Regions from separate parts of the Zea mays genome. Here region 2 is linked to region 1. The links are chromatin contacts, called in public Hi-C maps. All regions are on one chromosome and are shown on one strand. The core of a region is the stretch at or near the end of the contact, and the rest is flanking DNA. Distances in the headings are between cores, read along the strand shown.

Region 1 (4,631 bases), core at 1,348-3,847:
ACGTGGTTTGTGATGGACGTCAACCATTAAAATCGATTATAGGAAATGATTAAGCCCATTTCGCTTTCACATGTCACGGTGATTATCAAGAACATTATTAGGTAAATAAAAGTGATCAAGGGCACAACTTGCCTTTTTGGTGCAACTACAGGTACTTCTCCAATTGGAGCTTCAGGTTCCTCGAGACCTCGCTTCTATTCGTAGCAATACATATAGAGAGACAAATAATAGGTAAAAATAACATTACACCAAGCATGAGAACAAATTGTGTAATAACATTCCACGTGTCGCTACAAAATTTTAGGTTCAAGAACCACTAAAATCAGAGTTAAAATGGAGATGTTATGAATTTCTGAAGTTTCTAAGTTATTTCATATTAAGTTTTATATTTAAAACCATTTTTAACAATTAATTTATAAGAAAAACTGAGATCTATGTTGTGGGTCATATTCTAGATAAGTTTAGGGTCTATTTTCTAAAATTCTGGACCTCACGGTAATAGTCTTTGATTAGAGATGGACTGCAGATTATTTCCCCCCGACTTTGGGGACTCTTTAGCAAAAATCCACGACCGAAGTGGTATCCTCGCGACTGGGCCATCCATCCTGAGATCAATGGCTCAGATTTAATCTACGAAGGGGTACGCTCTGATGTAATCCTAGCCCTCCATCTCACAACTGGCGACCTGGATTTAAAAACACCTAGATCCAATCCAGATCGATGGATCGCAGATCAATGGCTCAGTTTTAACCAAGCATAACAGTTCACTTCTTCTAATTTGGGCCGTTTGTTCCGTGGTCGACGGCCAGCGCGTTATCTTCTCACCCAGACATCCGAGAACGGCGGCGCTGTCGGCCTCCATGGCAGACGGATGGCCGTAGCCACGCCATTCAGCGGTGTAAGGCCATAAACCATAATCCGAAGGCAGCCACACGATGCATACACCAATGTGAATCACACGGAGAAGTTCTTACCTGGAGCTCCAGCGATGAATCCTCTCATCACTGCAGCGACACCCGATGAATTGGTGACATCTGACATCCCTAACTTTCACGAGTCCTGACGAACCTCCTCGACCACATACTGCAGCAAATTGATGGCGAGGCTGAGCACATAATCGGGGTGGCGTCAATTCTCTCTCTCTCTATATATATATACGCTTGACAATGGATGCAGTCGCTTTCTAGGGTCCTGTGGAGGCCGCAATGGCTAGAGGAGAGGTAGGCGGCCATGTTATATTCTCGAGGGGTCGACACACGGGCTGAAACTAGGAAGATTTTGTGAGCCGCGCGAATCTTGGGCAGTTGTAACAACTTTGTTCGCGACGGACTTGACGGGGAAGAAGCTACTAGCAAATGGGCCCCGGACACCACTAACTTGTTGTTTTTTCGCGCGGTGAATGGGGTGGCTGAAGTGCGGGTCCCACGAGCTAGAGACGTGAAGCGTGAGACATTGGCGGGTGGGTCGCGAAGTCAGTGATGCGAGCGAATTGTGAAACTGGCCTAACGGCCCCACCTGCTCGAGCGCACCTCACGCAGATGACTAAGCAGGAGGCCCACCAGGCAGAGGAATTTGGCCAGCGCACGATAGTGACTGATCGGTGGGGTCTCCAAGTCAGCAGACGCGCGGCTGGAGTACTGCTGGATCGCACTGGTGATGCGGTTCTGGGCCGGAATGTAGGTTTCGGCCCAGACAAGGTAGTCTCTCTCTATATATATTTTTTATTTTCATTTTTTCCTGTTTTCTTTTTCTTGTTTTATCATTTCTCCTATTTCAAATATAGTTTGAACACCCAATTAAATGCACAATCAACAAAAAAGGCTCCGCATGCAATGCATGGTTGATTTTACTTATATACCAATTATTCATTTAGTCAAATGCCTCATATGCAACCCTTAGAGAATAGAAATGGTTATCTAATAATATTAACTCCTCGTGTAGAACTTTCATTAAGAGATGTTGTTTTTTAAAAAATATAGTTTAACAAAAAGTGGATAAATTAACTCATTTGGTGTAATATTTTATTAGAAAATATATTTACTTTGGGATAAGTAACTTGAAAGGTAATAAGATACTTATTAAAAGATATTTCAATTTAAAACTTTTAAAAAACTTTTATAAATCCTAAAATATAATTTTAGGGTGTTATACGTTGTCATCGCTAGTTCAGCGAGCCATACTCGAGTGCACTTGATACTTGATCGGTAAAGAAAGCGGGAAGTTTATGATGATATACGAAACTTACAAGCCACGTGTCGTCATAGGGTTACGTCGATCCGAACTAACTGAGAAAATGAAAAAGGATATCCACCCGAACGTTGTTGCTTGGAAGCTTCAGGTTTCGGCACCAGCATGCTAGCATGTCTGCTATCCGTCTCACAATCCACACATGACACCGCATCCCCTTTTGCCTTCCCAAGGCTATATCTGATCCGGAAATCGACTGCCTTTGACGTGCACAGATCATTCACCCTAACTTCACATCCAACAATTCCTTGCAAGCTAACGAATGGACACGCTTTCAATCCTCACGCCGTTGCGCGTGGCGAGGTGTCCATGTTGTACATATACGCGCTCGTTCCACGTTGTTGATCGATGTGCATAAGGACCCAGCGATCAGGAGCTGACTGTTTTGTCCTCCAGCAATCGGCCATGTCGTCCCTGGTCAGGTCGTTCGGGTCTCTCTACTCCCAGAAGCTCCGCTCCACCACCCGTCTCGGATCCGCGACGGCGGCGCCACCGCGTTTCCAGGCGTTGGTCCGATCGGGATTCTCGGGCTCCAGCCACGGGGGAGACGTGAGACGTCCGCCGGCTCGGCCGAGCCAGCATCAGTCTCAGGACAAGGAGCGGACGCCTTTCTTCATCTTGTGATTGCTCGACTGTTCTGTCCGTTGTACAGTTATTAGTGGGTCCCGGTGCGGCTCCTAATTCCTCTGCTGCACTGCAGGGCAAGGCTGGCCGTCGGTTCTATTCTTGCTGCTGCAGCGCCAATGCTGCATTCCAGATGGGCGTCGTTCCTGCTGATTCAGAGTAGAGCAAAGAGCCCTGTACCGCGCGCCGCGAAACTCTGCACCGATGCAAAATTTAACTCTGCGCCGATGCCATCAGGTGAGGTGGATATGGTGAAAGACACGGCGGAGGTAGTGGCGGAGGCCGTCGAGGACGCGGCCACCGTCGCAGAGAAGGTGTCGTCGGAAGTGGCCGAGCAGCTGCCCGAGAACGGGAGGCTGAGGACAGCGGTCGTGCTCCTGGAGCACGCGTCCAAGGAAGTCGCCGAGGAGGCACACCTTGCACAGAACATCATCCACAAGGTACACACCAGCTTGCAGTGTCATATGTTTGCTTGCGGAGCATAGAAACAACTCCCGTTCAGAAAATTGATAGGATTACACATCCTCATCTCTGTCTCAGACCTCTAAATGACAAACAAACAAATAAATAAATAAACAATGGATCGTAAAACAGAGCAAACAGAGGGCATCTATCAACAACAGCAGAGCGGCTCAGGTGCAGCTGCAGCTCCTCAGATCCACTTCCGGATGTCTAGAACACGACGGCGGCGGCTGCCACAGCGCCGGCGATGGCGACGAAGCTGATGGCGGAGGCAGATGCGGCTGTGCTCTTCTCCGTGACGGGCGCGGCGGCCGGAGTCAGAGCGGAGGCTCCCGCCGGGGCCATCGCGTCGCCAAATCCCGCACCGGCGGGGCTCGTGGCTGGAGCGTCGGCGGAGGGGGCGGACGCCGGCGACATCGTGGGAGGCGAGGGCGGGGAGGCCATGGGGGCCCTGGTCGGCGGCGGCGGGAGAGGGGCCATCTTGGGTGGCGCAGGGGCTGGGGCGCGCTTGGGCGACGCGGCAGGGGCCTGCGCCGTGGCCGCGACGGCAAAGAGGGCGAGGAGAGCAACGAGGACGGCGGCGACGCGGGCCATCGATCTCACCAAGTGACAGTGACTTCCTTCCTGGATTGTATAGTTAAAAAAACTTGGCGATGAGAGAAGGCCGCACGCGACGCCGTATTTATAGGCGAGGCGGCAGTGGCCGCTGGGTTCGTTTTCAAATACTTTCGGGTACTTATTAGCCGTTGGCCCTGGTTGCTTGTGTCCAGTGCAACGGCGGCACACGACGGGCCACCGGAAGCAGCTCGTGAATCGTGATAGGACATGGGACCGTGACGTCGTGCGCAACGGCTAGTTGTGCGTGAGCCAGGGCGGCCGGATCCTCGACGGACGGCGAAGATGGCCCTCTTCGCAGTCGGCCGTGGCTAAGGCCAGCTAGCCGTTGCGTGTCGTGCATAAAAAAGCCGCTGTCCCTGGCCGGCTTTCAAGCGAGGAGGCCAACCTGCTAGACTGGCAACGGAAGCCAAATGATGCCTGCCACGACGCCGCCGCACCGAAGCGCGCCCCCGGTGAATGCATAGTGTTGTGTTCAAAAGCAATCGTGTCGCCAGTCACGCAATGCTCTTTGTTTGGAAGTAAGATAATTGAAGGGCTATAATAATTTCCTAAACACGTCCTTAGAGAGGACACGTTTTTGGTAGGCTGCATATAGAGATGGCAACGGGTACAAACCCGATGGGTTTTGCCGTCCCAAACCCGTACCCGTGAAAAATATCTATGCCCATTAAAAAACCCGT
Region 2 (4,631 bases), core at 1,056-3,555, 230 kb after region 1:
TTGGTACTTGTTGATCTTCACTTATGGTCTTCATAATGTCTTCTTTTGAGGTGTTGCTTCCTCAATGCCTTAGTCCAAATCACTTTAGCATCCTGTGAACTACAAACATAAACACTAGCAAACACATTCATCCACAGGTTATGTTGATCATCAAACACCAAAATCACTTATCCAAATGGCTTGAGGTCCATTTTGCTTACACACAGAAAGCTGCAACTTGCTTTCTAATGGCTAGTTTTTCTTTGGACTATATATACCACCCCACCCTGCTGTTTGGGGGTGTGGGAGCTCAAGCAACATACCAAGTGAAGTCAGGCACATCTCCATATCTCCAAACACCTAAGTTCTTAATAGAATCACTCGATGATTAGCGTAGGTGCTTTGTGAAATTCTTAGATTATTTAGACCGCTATTGTGCTTGCTCTAGGTTGTTCCTAGTAGATTGAGTGAGGTTATAAAAACCCATACAAACCCCTCAGCTCTTGCGCGAGTCGTTGTAATTTTATCAAGTGGGGTGAGGGTCTTGTGAAACCACACCAACCGTGATTGTAGTATGACCGCCACCATGTACTGGAGGGAACGAGGCCCATGACATTTTGATCAAAAGTTCGATAGTGAAGATGAAGGGGAGTGTCCGAGAGGAGGCCGAAAGCAGAGCACAGCTTGCACGTGGATAAGGCCTACATGTAATGCCCAAAATTGGTATAAGAGGAAGATAATAGGATAAATAAATAAATATACTTATATGCTAGTGTTTTGGGGATTTCTTGATCTTATTTTCTTTGTGCATATTCAACTAAAGGAATTAAAGTAGTCAAATGACAAATAAATAAATGCATAAATGTGCATTCCATGTTGGATTCTTGTATTTTTGTATTTGTATTCAAATTTATGAGACAAGTTTAAGTTCGAAAAATAGAATTTGAAAATGGAAAGAGAAATAAGAAAAGAGAATGAAATAAAAAATGGAAAATACATTACAATGAAAAATATATATATATATATGTATATAAACAATTATAATTCTTCATGCTAGTACTTTATTTGTGCACTTAATTTGTGAAACTCACCAGCAAATTTGAATTCAAACTACCAAATTTGGAAATTTAGAAAGAGAGACAAAATTGAAATAGAAAAGAAAAAGATAAAGAAAACATGCATTGTGGGCCTAATCCACACCTGCTTGGCCCATCAAACCGGTCCAGCTTCCCTCGCCGGCTGACATGCGGGCCCACGACCAACACCACCACGCGGCCCATCCCTCTACGCTCTCGCGCCAGCAGACACCATGGACCCAATCGCTAGCCTCCCTACCCTCGTATGCGCTGGAGAACCCTGGTCGCGGGCAAATGGGACCATGCTGTTAGGTCATCTTCCCCAACAATTCCCTCATAACAGAACCTCCGCGGCTCCTGCTGACGTACTCATATGCCGATACCGCCGTGGGTGGTTACACCCTCCCTATCCATCGCGTGCTGCCCGTTGCTGGGGAGTTCTACCTTCTCGGACAATAAAACTGAGCTCGAACCTATCCTCCTGGCCATCTCCACGGTCAGGGCATGAGGGAGTTCGTCGTCGACATGATCACGCCACACCATTGTTGAGACCCTCAACGGCAAACTAGGGCGGTCAACGGTGCTCGCCTCTGGTGAGTCGCATCTTCACCAGGCGGGTGGGAGACTGGAGTCCAAGAAGTGCTCACCGGAGCCTAGGAGCCATGGCGCAGCCGCATCATCACGTGGACAAGGGTGCACACGCCGTCATTCTTCGGTGAGAAACCCCTCTGGGCTCCCATTATCATCCACGCATAGTATATACCCGAGTATTGTAGATATCGTCGCGTCGTGGTCTAGGAATTTATCACTGGAGTTCTCCCTCCGCCGCATAATCACACCACGCCATGGTCAGCACCAACACCACTCCGATGGGCGGTATGAACCCTCTCTGCATGTTCGCCATCTTCCCCTCTAAGTTTAGCACCGATCAATTTCAAGGTTGGGCGATTAGGCGTCGGATCGTGTGGCCGGCAGCGAAGCTCCGCCGCGGGTATGCCCTGCGGTGCCACCGTGTTCAGTTGGGGTTGGTGGCGTGGTCGCATCCGTTGATCTAGGGATCGGCGGCTAGGCTCAAACAAGCTATGGGACGTTGGTCTATCAGGGAACGGCCACGATTAGATATGTGAGAACTTTGTCATTTTAAATCAGTGCTGCAGATTGACGAATGGGTGGATCGGATGGTGTCGTTGCGGGGGGAATTTCGGGCCGTGGATCTCGGATCCAAGGGCAGGTATCACATACCGGTTCTGGTTTTACGGGATCTAATGCATGTCGTTGGTTTTAGATCGGGCAGCTGGGAATCAAGGACACCCTTTCAGCCGTGAAACAAATACAAAAGAGCCCTCGGTTTTCTTTTAAATCAACCCGCAGTCTGGGTATGTGGAGAGATCAGTACGGTTAGGTCCAGATTTTTCACGGGTTAAACCCTGAAGATTTAAGGAATAGCGCCCGTAGTCCATCCAGTTCAGAAATAATAAAATAAACATGGAAATTGATTCCCAAGTATAAAAATAATTCTTGAAATCTTAGAAAACTCATAATTTACGTGTTTTAACTTTGTTTTACTCTGTTCTGGTTGCGTTAGCTTCGTAATAAAATTACCTACGCAGTGATGACATTATTTGTACCATAAAACATATCTTTATAAATAGATAGAGGTTAGCCTATTATTAGTAGATTTATCCTTCCAACCAAAGTTAAATTAATCCATGACGATAATTGACTAAAATATGATTTCTAATCAAACTATAATCTAGGTTAAAGTTTAATTAATTATTTGGAGTATATTTTCTCATATGATGTATATTAACCAATTTATAATATAGTTTAATATTTAATCACGTAGATCTTCGGAAAATCGTACCTTTATAATCGTAACTCCGAATTTGGTGGTTCTCGAACTCACGATCTCGTAGCATCGCGTAGATTATTATTATGCGGTTTGTTCTTATGTTGGGTGTGATGTTAATTTTGCCTATACCATGTTTGTTGTATTGCTATGAATAGCAGTGAGTTCACGAGTCACTTGAAGACAAGTTGGTACCTGAAATCTTGAGTCTAAGACAAGTTGTGCCCTTGATCACTTTTCTTTACCCAATAATGTTCCTATTAATCACTATGACATGCTCAGTTTAATCTGATGGGACCAAATAGGTTTCTCTAGACTTGTTTATCCCACACCTTGTTTACCACTGAACTTTTGGGTAGTTTTGCTATTGCTCTACCTGGTTTGGGGATTAATATTACATTATGATCATGTTCCAGTTATACTGTTGTTTAATTATTGTTCATGACAAGATCATTGTGTTAATTGGAACATAGAGCTTAACTTGAGAAACACGTGCTACCATAAGGGTGGAATGGGACGCCCTTGGCTGACTAATTAGGAAAGCTAGTTGAGGACTACCTTACCCGAAAGGGGCAAGGGCAGTAGGGGAGTTGTCGGTATAGGAAGGTTCTCGGGGTGATCATGTTGCGATGGCTTTTCGGACGGGGGATTCCTATATTGCGCTTTCTAGAAACTGTAGTGGGTTTTCTGAAGCTAGTGAAACTTTGTAAAGGCCTCGTAGTGGATCCATATCCATTCACCGCGGAAGTGTCTAAGGGTCTAGCTAACCTTGGCTAGACGGGATACACGACTTGTGGGTAAAGGGCGCAACCTCTACAGAGTGTAAAACTGGTATATCAGCAGTGCTCGCGGTCATGAGCAGCTCAGGACTCTCGCATGATTAATTTATGGAACTAAACTTAATCTGTCATATGCATTGCATCGCGGGTGTTATTATCAATTGTGATCTCTTACTTAATTGAGTTGGTATCTACTTATACTTAGTAACTACTAATAAAATTTTGACCAACTCTAAAGCAATGCTCAGCTTTAACCATCTCCTTTAGTAAGCCTTACACTTCACATGAGCTCCCACTTTTGGTGAGTTCATGCACATTATTCCCCACAATTTGTTGAGCGATGAACGTATGTGAGCTCAACCTTGTTGTACTCACATCCCCCTAGGTCAAAAACAGGTACCACAGGAGGAGGCGCACGAAAGATGTTGTGATGAGTTTGTGAGTGGTATAGGTCGTCGTCTCCCAGTCAACTTTATGGTTGTTGGATCGTTGTCTGCATATGATATAATTATTTAGCTATTTTGTACATCACTTCTATTATATAGTAAAGATGTGACATTCGTTTCTGTACCATGAGTCATCATATGTGTGAGATTTGGTCCCAGCACACTTGGTGATTATTTCGCGCCCGGGTTTTGGTGCCCCTAAAACCCGGGTGTGACACTGCAGCTATCTACGGAGTTACTCGATCAAATGTTTGGCCTCGCATGGGCTTCCCCTTGCATAGGGACACCAACGAGAATTAGTTACAACCTTGAATGGTTCTAAATAACTCGATAAAAATACCGGCGCGTCAACAAAAATTTGCATCTCTACCTTTGTATTTAAGATTCCTTATTTATTATTTACTTAAGTTACAATCTCTTCTATTCCTAGTTTAGAATATATGATTGTAACTTAGGTTGTTTTAAACTCTTTTGCGGTACAGATAGCAATACTTAGACAAAA

What was found. Hi-C and Micro-C count contacts between places; a contact is called where the count stands out from the background.
Region 2: a Hi-C map of ear shows a contact between it and region 1, with 5 times the contacts expected there. The contact joins the enhancer-like site here to the promoter of LOC100278970 in region 1. A contact is called at or near these places in 6 of 25 Hi-C or Micro-C datasets (bundle sheath, ear, leaf and 2 more).

Annotation. Positions count from the first base shown.
Region 1 is chr1:143,345,181-143,349,811 of Zm-B73-REFERENCE-NAM-5.0, forward strand. It overlaps LOC100278970, which reads left to right and starts at 2,598. Exons shown (of 4, transcript NM_001152063.2): 1 at 2,598-2,867; 2 at 2,948-3,030; 3 at 3,109-3,311. The coding sequence starts at 2,653. It overlaps LOC100274631, which reads right to left and starts at 3,988. Exons shown (of 1, transcript NM_001365149.1): 1 at 3,323-3,988. The coding sequence starts at 3,927. The coding sequence ends at 3,544.
Region 2 is chr1:143,572,241-143,576,871 of Zm-B73-REFERENCE-NAM-5.0, forward strand. No RefSeq gene overlaps it. Among protein-coding and RNA genes, the nearest start is that of LOC100381809, 16 kb to the right of the region's middle. Within about 2 kb of position 2,306, at least 17 of the 20 cell types and tissues checked have an H3K27ac peak or open chromatin away from gene starts, as enhancers often do. A contact at or near this core is called in bundle sheath, ear, leaf and 1 more, where this site is marked.